Linked DNA regions of Mus musculus: region 2 is linked to region 1. A link is a contact called in public Hi-C data. All regions are on one chromosome and are shown on one strand. Each heading gives the region's core, a stretch centred on a gene start, on an enhancer-like site or on the middle of the called end of the contact. The rest is flanking DNA. Distances are from core to core; before and after follow the strand shown. Region 1 overlaps Pde8b (phosphodiesterase 8B). Region 2 overlaps Pde8b (phosphodiesterase 8B).

Region 1 (5,539 bases), core at 1,214-3,713:
CCTCAGGGTAAGATCTACCTTGAGCTTAATTACACAGGGCCATGTGCCTCCCCCCCAACCCCCCCATTTTCCTTGTGATAATGAGCAAGACCACAGGCTAAGTTCCTGGATTCATGACTTTTAAATCAGAGCACTTTTTCCTCTAACCAAGAAAACAAGAAACAAAACAAAACAAAACAAAACAAAATCAACAACAAAAACAACAAATGCCATCCTTACGATGAGCCACAGTGCTCAGCATAGGATGTTTAAGAGAGAAAAACAGCGACCAACAAAATCTCATCACTTTCCGAATGAGTCTTCTGCTTTTCATGTAAGCAATGACGTTTGTGTCAGCCGAATGAAAGCCGGCTTTCCTGTGGTGGCATGTCAGTCCCTGAAAATGGCAGGCCCACGAGGGTGGTACGTCCACAGTAGCCAGGCTTCCTCGGGGGTACGGGGCTTGTGATCATATTTGCGTGAGGAAGGCCTTGGAGCTCAGCATCGAGGAGACTTGTCCGTGTGCTGACCTGTTGCCTTATTCTCCCGCCTGGCTCACTAATCACTGACTGTTTATGTTATTAGGAAAATTAGGCACTTTGTCTCCCTCAAGAAGCTGTGCTGTACCACTGACAGTAACAAGCAGGTACAGTATTCAGTGTCCTTTGCCGCTTCCTCAGCTTGCCCATGCGTCCTTCTCACCCCTGTTCTCCACTTGTCTTTCTCCATATTTTCTTGTAATTGCTGACTAAAAAGGTGTGTGGGGAAACCTCTGGCAGCTGCTTGGGGTTTGGTTTGGTTTGGTTTTCGGTTCTCCACAAGCCTGTCTTGCTTTGTTAGGAGTGTGTGCTCTGGTTCATGCTATATGCCTCATGGCTCTCTCCAGGCTAAGATATTTTAAGGGAACATAAGATGCTTCCTCAAAACTAAAAAAGAAGAGTCCCATTTCCCATCTTAATTTCTTAAACAAAAGGAAAGTACATACCCCTGCGAGCAGTCACGCCTCCAGCTAGCAGCCAAAATAAGAACCACTCCAAATTAGCACTGTGATTTTCTTTCCCCATACATCATTTCTTTTGAATGTTGTCTTCTGAAGTAGCAGAGTTTAGCAAGTTGGTAGATGTAAGAATGTTTTGAGGTAGTTTTATAGTGTTACAGTAGTGTTTCAGGTATTTTTTGTGTGTGTGTGATTTATAGTTTTACCATTTGCTCATGTAGCTTCCATATCATACCTTATAATCCATGGAGTATGAAGTATGAAATAAATATGGCTATGAGCAAGCTACCTTGAGTGTGTTAAATATGACCCGTGGCTATCAGAGAAGGAGCAGTGTCTTTTAGGAATTTCAAAGGCAAAATCCCATTCTTTTCTCACACAGTGGGGACTTGAGGGGGAGCGAGAGGTGTGGCCAGGTGAGGGAGCTGAACTAGCAGCAAGATGGAAGCCCTCAGGGCTCCTCTGAGAGAGAATTCCAGACGGGCAGAGGGGCTGGGTGGAGCGAGCTTCATGGAGCCCCAGGTGACAAAAGTATCTGTGGCCATACCTTGCTCATAAGATTGAGTCCAACCCAAAATGCTTCCTTCACCACTGAGAACCTAATCTAGGGTCAGAGAAGGATGTATTAATAACTCGTGCTGAGAGGAAAGACCTTGGAGACCGTGGGAAGGAAGAGAATAGGTCATAGGGACCAAACGTCATCAAGCAGTCTCACTGAGACATCCATACCAGGAGGAAGGATGAGGTTTGCATGAGACAGGACAAGACGGGGGCATGGAACCCTGGTGTCCATCTAGAGATGACTACTGTATACACATAAAGTAGTGCCGGCCACCATTTTCAGGATGTGGATCCACAAGAGAGGACACAATGACTTAGCAGCATCCATTCTCATGCCAGAAATTAAGCAGGAACAACTTAGGTCTTTGGTCTAAGATTCAGCACGTCTTTCTACAGAAGCCATGATGGTGGCTCCTGGCCAGGCCCCATGCAACACCCAGATCAGCTCATGACTTTGCATTTTAGTGAGGGATGGAGCTGTAAGCTAGGCAGTTTCCTTCTCTTCTCCTCACTCGTGCTCATTCCAGGGTTTCTCCTCTAGTGAAACAACTTCCAGTGCCCCCATTATCAACCCCTGTACCTCTACAGCCCCAGCTCCTACTGGTGCTTCATGACTCAGCCCAAGAATCTAGGCCCCTTTATTCCCTTCCCCATTGTCATAGCTGTCTGTGTGCTAAACTGCCCTCTGCTCTCTAGCAGTGTCACAGCCTCTGTATACCCAGCTGCCAGTACATAGTAGGCCTGGGGACATTGGTTAGCTTGTGGAAAGTAGAGTGTCTCAGTCCTGGCCTCCTGTGAACTCTGCCTGCTGCCCACGGGGAACGGGCAGGCCGTTAGCATAGGATGCCAGGACACGGAGGCCGCCTCTCCTCTGCAGCTCTAAATAGAAACCCCTTTGCTACCATGAATCAGTTGCTGTTCTGAGAAGAGTGAAAGCACAGAGCTTAGATCCCCTGAGCCACTGACGTCACCTAATGGTGCTGCACAGGCCTGAGACTCTTAGATTTTTTTCCAATAGTAAAGCGTCTTGTCCCTCTGGCTGGCTACAGTCCTTTTCTTTCTCCCCAAAGAAGGCTAAAGCCATGGAGATTGCTCAGGGCTGGGGAGGGCTCTTGGAGCAGAGCGGCCTGTCTGCAGGCATTTGTTCTGAGCTTCTGCTCCTGGGGTCCAGCTCTGATGTCACACTCAACCAGTGCATGGGCTAGCATTTGAGCAGGGAATGGAGCTGTGTGCCAGAGAGCTCACGTCTGGTCGTGTTCGTCATCACCAAAGATTCTTTCTAATCTGTAAGCTCTGAGCGATAAGCCAAAGTATGTCTGCTGCCCACACCTGCTCCCCAGAGCTCCACCTAGTTCAGTATGGGCACCCAGAAGCCATGGGCCTGAGACAGGTAAACAGATTAAACAAAGTGGAACCCAGAGGGAGAGAAAACTGAAACTGTACAGGCATCAAACCCCAGGCCTGAGGACTCTGAGGAAAGCATCTGTTGGAGCGTGACCATGCTCTCTTCCCATGCCTTTACATGTACCAGAACAGAACAACTACACAGAGGCCTCTGGCTCTACAAAGCCTCCATCATTTACTGTCTTACTCTCTACAGGAGATACTTGCCGACCTTGGTGGTAAAAGGTCATTTTCTTTCCTGCATTTCCCACTTGCTTATGCCACCTACAGCCTAGGTTTCCCAGACTTACCCAGTCTGGACATCCTTTATCTTCATGCCACCACTGTCCCGTCTCAGAGCCTGTCAGAGTTGTTCTACTACCACATAGAGCATGTAAAATCCTAGGTCCCTTGATCCATTTGCCTTCTCACAAGGTCTGGCTCTAAATCAGAAACCGTATGTAGAACTGCAGGAATCTAGCCTGGTGCAGCCCTGGTCCAGTCAGACTCGAACAGAGAAAGGGGTGCTAAAGACAACATCACCATGCCAGTTCCCTCTGAGCTGGCCTGGAGTCTGGCCTTAAGGCAGGGAGCCTGTTGAAAGCAGAGGGGCCTCTTTACTGCCATCCCTCCATGCCTGAGTGTTCGATTCCTCTTCTTGACTATGACAATAGGGTGAACATGGCAATTCCCAAAGCCAATGTGCTTTGAATCCAAGGGGAAGAGCACATGCGGAGCCAGCATGCAGGAGGACAGGGCTACAGTGCACTGTTCACCAGGTTGCCTAGTCTTCTTGTGGAGGTGTGACACATGGGGCTATGGAGAAGCCACTGGGGAGGCGCCCATGTCTCCCCATTCCATAGGAAGTGATTTTCTTAAAGAGTCAGAGAACATAGCTCTCTGGAGAGAGCCTCCCTTTCCACTGTGTATATTTGTGAGGAGAACAAAGAAGCCAGGCTCAGACAAAATATTCTGGTTAATCAACCATTTAAAGTAGCAGCTGCTAGAGGGCAGAAGGCAAATGCTCTAGCCCAATGTCACACAGTGCTTCACAGAGCTGGGAGGTGGGGACCCCACTTCTAGAACCCTCTGATGCTCCCCCCAATCTCCCTTCATGTTTCCAGTCACCTGACCTCTAAATGGAGAGCAGCTGTTAGACTCAATGAGCTAGGCTACCTGGGCAGCTTCACTGTGCCTACTTTAGCCTGACACCAGCCTGGGCACTGACACTTGGGCATCACAGTATCAACACACTGAGGACAGCAGGGACAGAAGTGAGAACTAATGTGGCCCACCACAGTAAAACCTTACTTTAAGGTACAGATTATTTTTGAGGGGGAGGTGTTAGAATTGTGAAGTTGGAATGTCCCCCAGGGTGGGTCACAGTACCTTGTCTTGTTTGAAAGCTACTGGCCTAGGTCAGTGGCTTCAAGACTCAGGGGGCAGCAACTAGCCCTGGCTCATGGCTAACCGAACACTGGTCCTGCCAAAGAGATTCCATGTTGAGCTTGGCCCATATATAAAAGCATCATGCCTCTCATGGCATTACAAACAGTATCAGCTTATGCTTCAAGGTGCACATCCGAGTGTGACTCCATACAGTTGAAGAGAGAGGCTACTGAAACTCCAACTCCAGTGGCCTCTGAGAGTGGCCACTCCTTTTAGAGTGTGCTTTCTGTCTCTGACACGCTACAAGGCAGTTAGGATGAATGTGTCTTACAGCAGGTGTCCTGAAATATTTATTGATACACTTGGGAAAGCCACTAAATCAACAAAGCTATCCACATTTTTTATTCATTTAGCTTTCTTATATATTTATATGAAACTATTTAAGGAAAGGCCTTTAATATTGGAAAACCACATTTTGAACAGGCAGCCCCTGAGCACTGAATGGAGCCTCTCCTAGCCAGGGGTGCTGAGGACAGAAGGCACAGAATGTATGACAGGGAAGGAGGACACAGAAGGAACACTGGTGGTATTGTGGTAACTCCTGGTAGGATTGTGTGTCCAGAAGGTCTTGACTCTAAGGAGAAACATTTGTAGTCTGGTAACGGTGGTGGTGGTGGTGGTGGTGGTGGCGTCTGATAAAGCTGGTTGTGACAGGCTTCATGAGACTCAGAAGTCTGATAGTGCTGCGCCAGATGAAGACACAGGGGAACCCACACCGACCGCAGTGGGAGCCACTGCCCAGGTAATAATAGACTGGCAATGAAGCTCAGGCCTCCCAGCTGGCAAGGCAGCAATAATGGGGCTCCTTTGTCCTCTCTGCTCTTTCTTCATGTCCTCTGTGCCACAGCACTACAAGGCACTTAGCCGGTAGTGCTAAGATGAGGGAAGGAGAAGGAGCTGTGAGTCTGAGCTGGAAACTGGGTTTGCCTCTGTGGGGATCCCAGCATGCCTTTCCAGAGGAAGGCCATACACCAGCAGGGATGCTCCTTTGAAGTGAGCCTTGGTAATGGGTGGAGGCTGAAGCACAGGGAAAGATGTGGTGATTTAAGGAAGATGAGGCAGGTTGGGAGTGGGAGGGAAATAGATGGAAATGATCAGATTCCTAAAAGTTAATCTTCTCTGTTTATCTCTAATGTGTTTGATATAGTAAGATTTCAAGGGACGAGACTG
Region 2 (5,398 bases), core at 1,445-3,944, 96 kb before region 1:
TGTCTCTGACTGTGGCTTGTCCTTCCTATAAGCCTGCGTGTCAACATTCCTGGGAGACCAGCTCTTTCCGCATAGAATTTGGGTATGGAGTGCTGTGGCACAGGTTCAGCTCCGGGCACAGATGGAAACCTAGAACATTTTTGTTAGTCTTAAAAGTACCCTGGTATCTGACTACAGTTACGCTCTTCCACTCCTAGAACCACATGAGTTGAACTCGGCGTTTACTACTTATGGAAGCACATGTGTAGTCTCGTCTGGATTCTTTCACTTAGCACAGTGATTTCAGTGTGCATCTGTGGTGTACCATGTCTGAATAGTCTGTCCTTTTCCTCCTCCTCCTCCTCCTTTTTAATTTCCAGATAGGATTATGTTGTATGTATATATATCATTTGATTTATCTCTTCATTAGAGGATGGACATTTGTCTTGGCTCTAATCTATTGCTTTTATAAAGAATGCTAATATGAATATTTATATATGTGTTTTGTAGGGCTTCTGTTTTTATTCTTTCTCTCAAGTAGAATCACACCAGTAGAACTAAGTTTGAATGGTAGCTTCTTAATATATTGCTGTAGTGGCTGGTTTTGTGAGTCAACTTGACACAGGCTGGAGTTATCACAGAGAAAGGAGCTTAAGCTGGGGAAGTGACTCCATGAGATCCAGCTGTGGGGCATTTTCTCAATTATCGATCAAGGGGGAGGAGCTCCTGTGGGTGGGACCATCCCTGGGCTGGTAGTCTTGGGTTCTATAAAAGAACACACTGATCGCTTCTCAGCCTTTTGGCTAAGATCAAGTGTAGAACATGCTGAGCAAGCCAGTAAGGAACATCCCTCCATGGCCTCTGCATCAGCTTCTGCTTCCTGACCTGCTTGAGTTCCAGTCCTGACTTCCTTTAGTGATGAACAGCATCATGGAAGTGTAAGCTGAATAAACCCTTTCCTCCCTAACTTGCTTCTTGGTCATGATGTTTATACAAGAATAGAAACCCTGACTAAGACAATTATCAAATTGTTTCCCAAGGTCCCTGAAATGCTGTGTTCTCACATGCACCCTCACTTGATTGTCTTCTTGATTATATGTTTGGTTTAAGTTTGTGATCATGGAGTAGTGTGTGGACAGGGGCTGGGGAGACACCTCCTACGTCATCCTCTACCCTCGTGCCAGGAAAGGTGCTGGATAGTGAGAGCAGAGGACATCCACACTTGAGTAGGGTAGTAACCTAGGCACTGTTCACAGTAGAATCAGACTGATGTAAACTGCAGGCATCCCAGCTTGGACTCAACTCCCAACATAAAGCCAGAGCTACAGGGTCCTCAGTGTCGGAGCAGGACTGCAGCTCTGGACACCTACATCATGCCTGGTTTTGTTTTATTTTGTTTCAGACTGGGTTTCTCTGTGTAGCCCTGGCTTTCCTAGAACTCATTCTGTAGACCATGCTGGCCTCCAACAATGTAGACCCATCTGCCTCTGCCTCCTAAGTGCTGGGATTAAAGGCGTTTGCCACCATGCCTGACTTGGACACTCTATAGAAGCATTTCTATAGAAGAATAAAGATGAGTCCAGCTCAATGAACAGAGAGTGAGAAATAGCCCTAAACTGGATGACCCCATTAAATTCTTCCCCACAGGGTTCAGGAAACTGTGGAAGAGGACGTTGAATGAGTATAAGAACCAGAGGGATGGAGGGCACCAAGAAAACAAAAACCTCTAAACTAGCATAATTGACCCAAAGACTGAGGCAGTATGCACAGCCCCATGCAGGTCTGCACCAGCTGGGGCCTAGAGCTAAAAGAAGTCCCCATGTTTCTTGTGCTTTTTCTTTGCCTTTCTTTTTTTCTGTTTGTTTTGGCCAAAATAGATTTTTATTTTATTTTATTTTATCTTATTTTACTACTACTACTACCACCACCACCACCACCACCACTACCACCACCACCACCACCACCACTACTACTACTACTACTACTACTACTACTACTACTATTAGATGCCTGTTTGTATTCTAATGAGAGAAAGAAAGAAAGGAAGGAAAGAAAGGAGGAGGAAGGGAAAGAAGGAGGAAAGGAAAGAAGGAAGGGCGTAGATTTGGGTAGGCAAGGAGGATCTGGGAGGAGTTGGGGGTAAGGAAACCGTTATCAGAATATATTGTATGAAAAAACATCTATGAAAAAAAGATGAATCAAGGTCAGGGAGTAGGGACAAAGATCTGGGCCTAGGAAATCAGTAGCAAGTATAACAATACACAGTCCAACAGTAGGGAAAGATGTGTGGAGTTATTGTCTGGTTTGAAAGGCACGCCATGAGCGCTGGGCTAATCTTTATAGAAGTGCTGTGCTATTGGCAGTGGAAGGAGATTCCAGCTCAGAGGGGTTCAATGAGTTGTCTCAGAGCTTATTAACGATAATGAACTCCAGCCCAGGTGCTTGCCTTTTGGACTAGGCAGTGTAGATGCAGGAGCATAGCTCAGACTCTCTGACCTTTCATGGCTGTATCTACCAAGTGGCAGCAAATATCAATAAATAAAGGAAAAGAGTAAAGCCTTGTCACCAAGGAGAAACTGGGGGGTTTGAAGGAAGGCTTTGTCTTTGTCCTTAATTTACCTGACGGCATTCTCTGAAGAAACGGTTGTCTCAGGAACGTGTGGGATGCAGATGCCACATTTGCTGCAGTTACTCAGCAGAGGGAGGGCTGGGAAAGCGTTAGTGGCACCCGGGCTTATCAGCTGTCAAGGCCATTTGCTCCTGTTCTCTTGAAGCGTGCCACTTTAGAAGTACTTCATTTTCCACTGATGAGACATTAGAGGAGCGAAGATTCTCGGGCAAGCATTCCAGCACAAAAGAAGCCATTTGGCTGATGGCGTCTGCATGCTTTTGTCAGAGCCTTCAGAAATCAGGGAGGTTTTGGAAAACAAAAACAACCATAAATTGATGCTCAGCCATCTCCAGGTTGTGTGCCCGAGTGTCTCCTGTGGGGAGGTTCTGTGAACACATCCCCCAAACACATTACACAATGGCTGTGTGCTCTGGGGTGACTGTTGACCCCCTCCAAACTCATGCTGCAATCCCAGTGCCTCTGAGAAGGAGATCTTTAGGAAGTAGTCAGGTCCTACAGCAGGGTTCTCACTCTCCCTAAAGCTTAGACCCCTTACAGCTTCTCAAATTGTTGTGACCCCCCAACCTTAAAACTATTTCTGTTCCTACTTTATAACTGCAATTTTGCTACTGTTATGAATCATAATATAAATATCTGATATGCAGGTTATTTGATATGCAACCCTGTGAAAGGGTTGTTCAGCCCTCTAAGGGGTCATGACCCACAGGTTGAGAACACAGGCTGCCCTACGGACTTTGCCTCCTGAGACTGGTGTCCATATAAAGAGGACAGTCCACCTTTGGTCCACATGTCTTACCCTTCCACCTTCTGCGAAGAGATGATATTGTACCCTGGAGCTTGGACTCTGCAGCCTCCAGAGAGCCATGTCTGTTCTTTTCCCCATTATCCATCCTCAGGGCCTCTGTCACAGCAGCACACACAGGGCTAAGACAGCATTGCTGCTTTTCTTGGCTCTCTCCTGTTATAAAAGAGAAGCAGCCAATACCAGCCCCTCCCAAGAGCACGTGCAGCCATGCACGGTTGGCTTCGTGTCCGACTGGATACAGGTGCCCACTCTGTCAGGCTCTGTGCCAGCCACTACAGATGGCCCAGTCTTATCAATGAGGTCACAATTACATAGTAAGGAACAGAGTAGTCAAACGCACAAGGCCTCTCTGTTTTGAAGTTTAAGGTCATAACAAGGTCATGAACTTCTGAAATCCTTGTTCTTTCTGTCCATGGAGTTCAGTCACTTCCTTCCTTCTTTCTTTCTTTTTTTTTTTTTCCCTTCTGTGATGATGGGGAAGCGGGGAGGGGAAGAAGGAGACTCCTCCCTCTCAGCGGTGTAAGCACAAAGGGCCTGGGACAGGGACATTTCTTTCCCTAAGTGTCATGCTTCTGAGAAAAGACTTATTTTTACTTATGTAAACAACTGTTGAGGGTCTAGGATGCCATTCTTGTTCATTACCCCCAGTTCATTACCCCCGGTTTTGCAGCCGAAGAGTCCTCTTCCTCATGGAAGAATGCTTGTCCCTTCTTTATTGCCCAGCAATGGCTGTCCCTCAGAGGCCACAGTCAAAGTGGAGAGGCCTCAGTCTGTCTATAACTGAGCGTGATCTGTGATCACTTTCCAGCACAGGTCGTGGGTGAACCCAGGTCTCCTGAGAAGTGCAGAGAACAAGGTGCAGCCTTTGCCCAGGTGCAGGAGCAGGAAGCCAGGGAAACCTAGCGCGGCTGTGGAGGTGCAGCTAGGCTGAACCATGTTCTTTCTGGGTCAGACTTTAAAAGCGTATGATACAGGTGCTCTTAGTAAATGGCCATCTGTGACAGCAGGAGTCTGTACTTTGTGGCTCTCAGAGCCACTGTTGGTGGCTGGGGAGGCCATTTAACCACAGTGATAAGGGGATGGCCTGTGGGGTCAGGTGCCCAGGTCTTCAATCCCAGGCTTTTGGCAGCTGTGTGACCCTGGGGAGCTCTTAGCTTTTCTGTGCCTTGGAATCTTCATGTATAACCAAGGATGGTGGAGCCTTCCTGACAGGATGCTATCTAAGCACACTGCCTCTAAGAAATGGTCCCTCGAAAGAGGACTCACTGGGGTCATCTGACTCCTCCCACCCCCACCCCTGAGGCTGCTTTTAGTGTTCATTTTTTTGTCTTTGATTTCTGCCAATTCATAGCAATGTGTGTAAGTGTGGACTTCTTCTATTTGTGCTGCTTAGGATTGGGTCTTCTCCTGAATCCACAAAATTGATGTCTTCTATCGTATCTGAATTATTCTCAGCCAAGACCTTCTCACAAGATATTTCTGCCCCATATTGCCAGTGTTTCCTCAACCCCAGTGTCTTAGTTAGGGTTTTACTGCTGTGAACAGACACCATGACCATGGCAACTCTTATAAGGACAACATTTAATTGGGGCTGGCTTACAGGTTTAGAGGTTCAGTCCATTATCATCAAGGCAGGAGCATGGCAGCATCCAGGCAGGAATGGTGCAGGAGGAGCTGAGAGTTCTCCATCTTCATCTGAAGGCTGCTAGCAGAATACTGGATTCCAGGCAGCTGGGAGCAGGGTCTTAAAGCTCACACCCACAGTGACACACCCACTCCAACAAGGCCACACTTATTCCAACAAGACCACCCCATCTAATAGTGCCACTCCCTGGGCTGAGCATATACAAAACACCACACCCAGGTACATTCACGTCAGACTCTCTTTTGACTCCACCAAGGTTTTTCCACTCTTCAATATCTATGACATATAGTTCTAATTTAAAACAAAACAAAACAAAACAAAACAACAGAGGTTTTTT

The links. Hi-C and Micro-C count contacts between places; a contact is called where the count stands out from the background.
Region 2: a Hi-C map of cerebral cortex shows a contact between it and region 1, with 1.7 times the contacts expected there. The contact joins two enhancer-like sites. A contact is called at or near these places in 3 of 484 Hi-C or Micro-C datasets (cerebral cortex, nephron progenitors and rod photoreceptor), 1 of 115 datasets of contacts at active chromatin or transcription factors (VIP interneurons) and 1 of 9 other capture datasets (liver).

What each region holds. Positions count from the first base shown.
Region 1 is chr13:95,078,200-95,083,738 of GRCm38.p6, reverse strand. It overlaps Pde8b (phosphodiesterase 8B), which reads left to right. Exons shown (of 22, transcript NM_001374003.1): 10 at 565-625. All of the region lies in intron 1 of Gm41025 (a long non-coding RNA gene), which reads right to left. Among named protein-coding and RNA genes, the nearest start is that of Gm41025, 30 kb to the right of the region's middle. Within about 2 kb of position 2,463, at least 38 of the 459 cell types and tissues checked have an H3K27ac peak or open chromatin away from gene starts, as enhancers often do. A contact at or near this core is called in VIP interneurons and cerebral cortex, where this site is marked.
Region 2 is chr13:95,174,842-95,180,239 of GRCm38.p6, reverse strand. The region is part of intron 1 of Pde8b (phosphodiesterase 8B); the gene reads left to right. Among named protein-coding and RNA genes, the nearest start is that of Pde8b, 46 kb to the left of the region's middle. Within about 2 kb of position 2,694, at least 16 of the 459 cell types and tissues checked have an H3K27ac peak or open chromatin away from gene starts, as enhancers often do. A contact at or near this core is called in VIP interneurons and cerebral cortex, where this site is marked.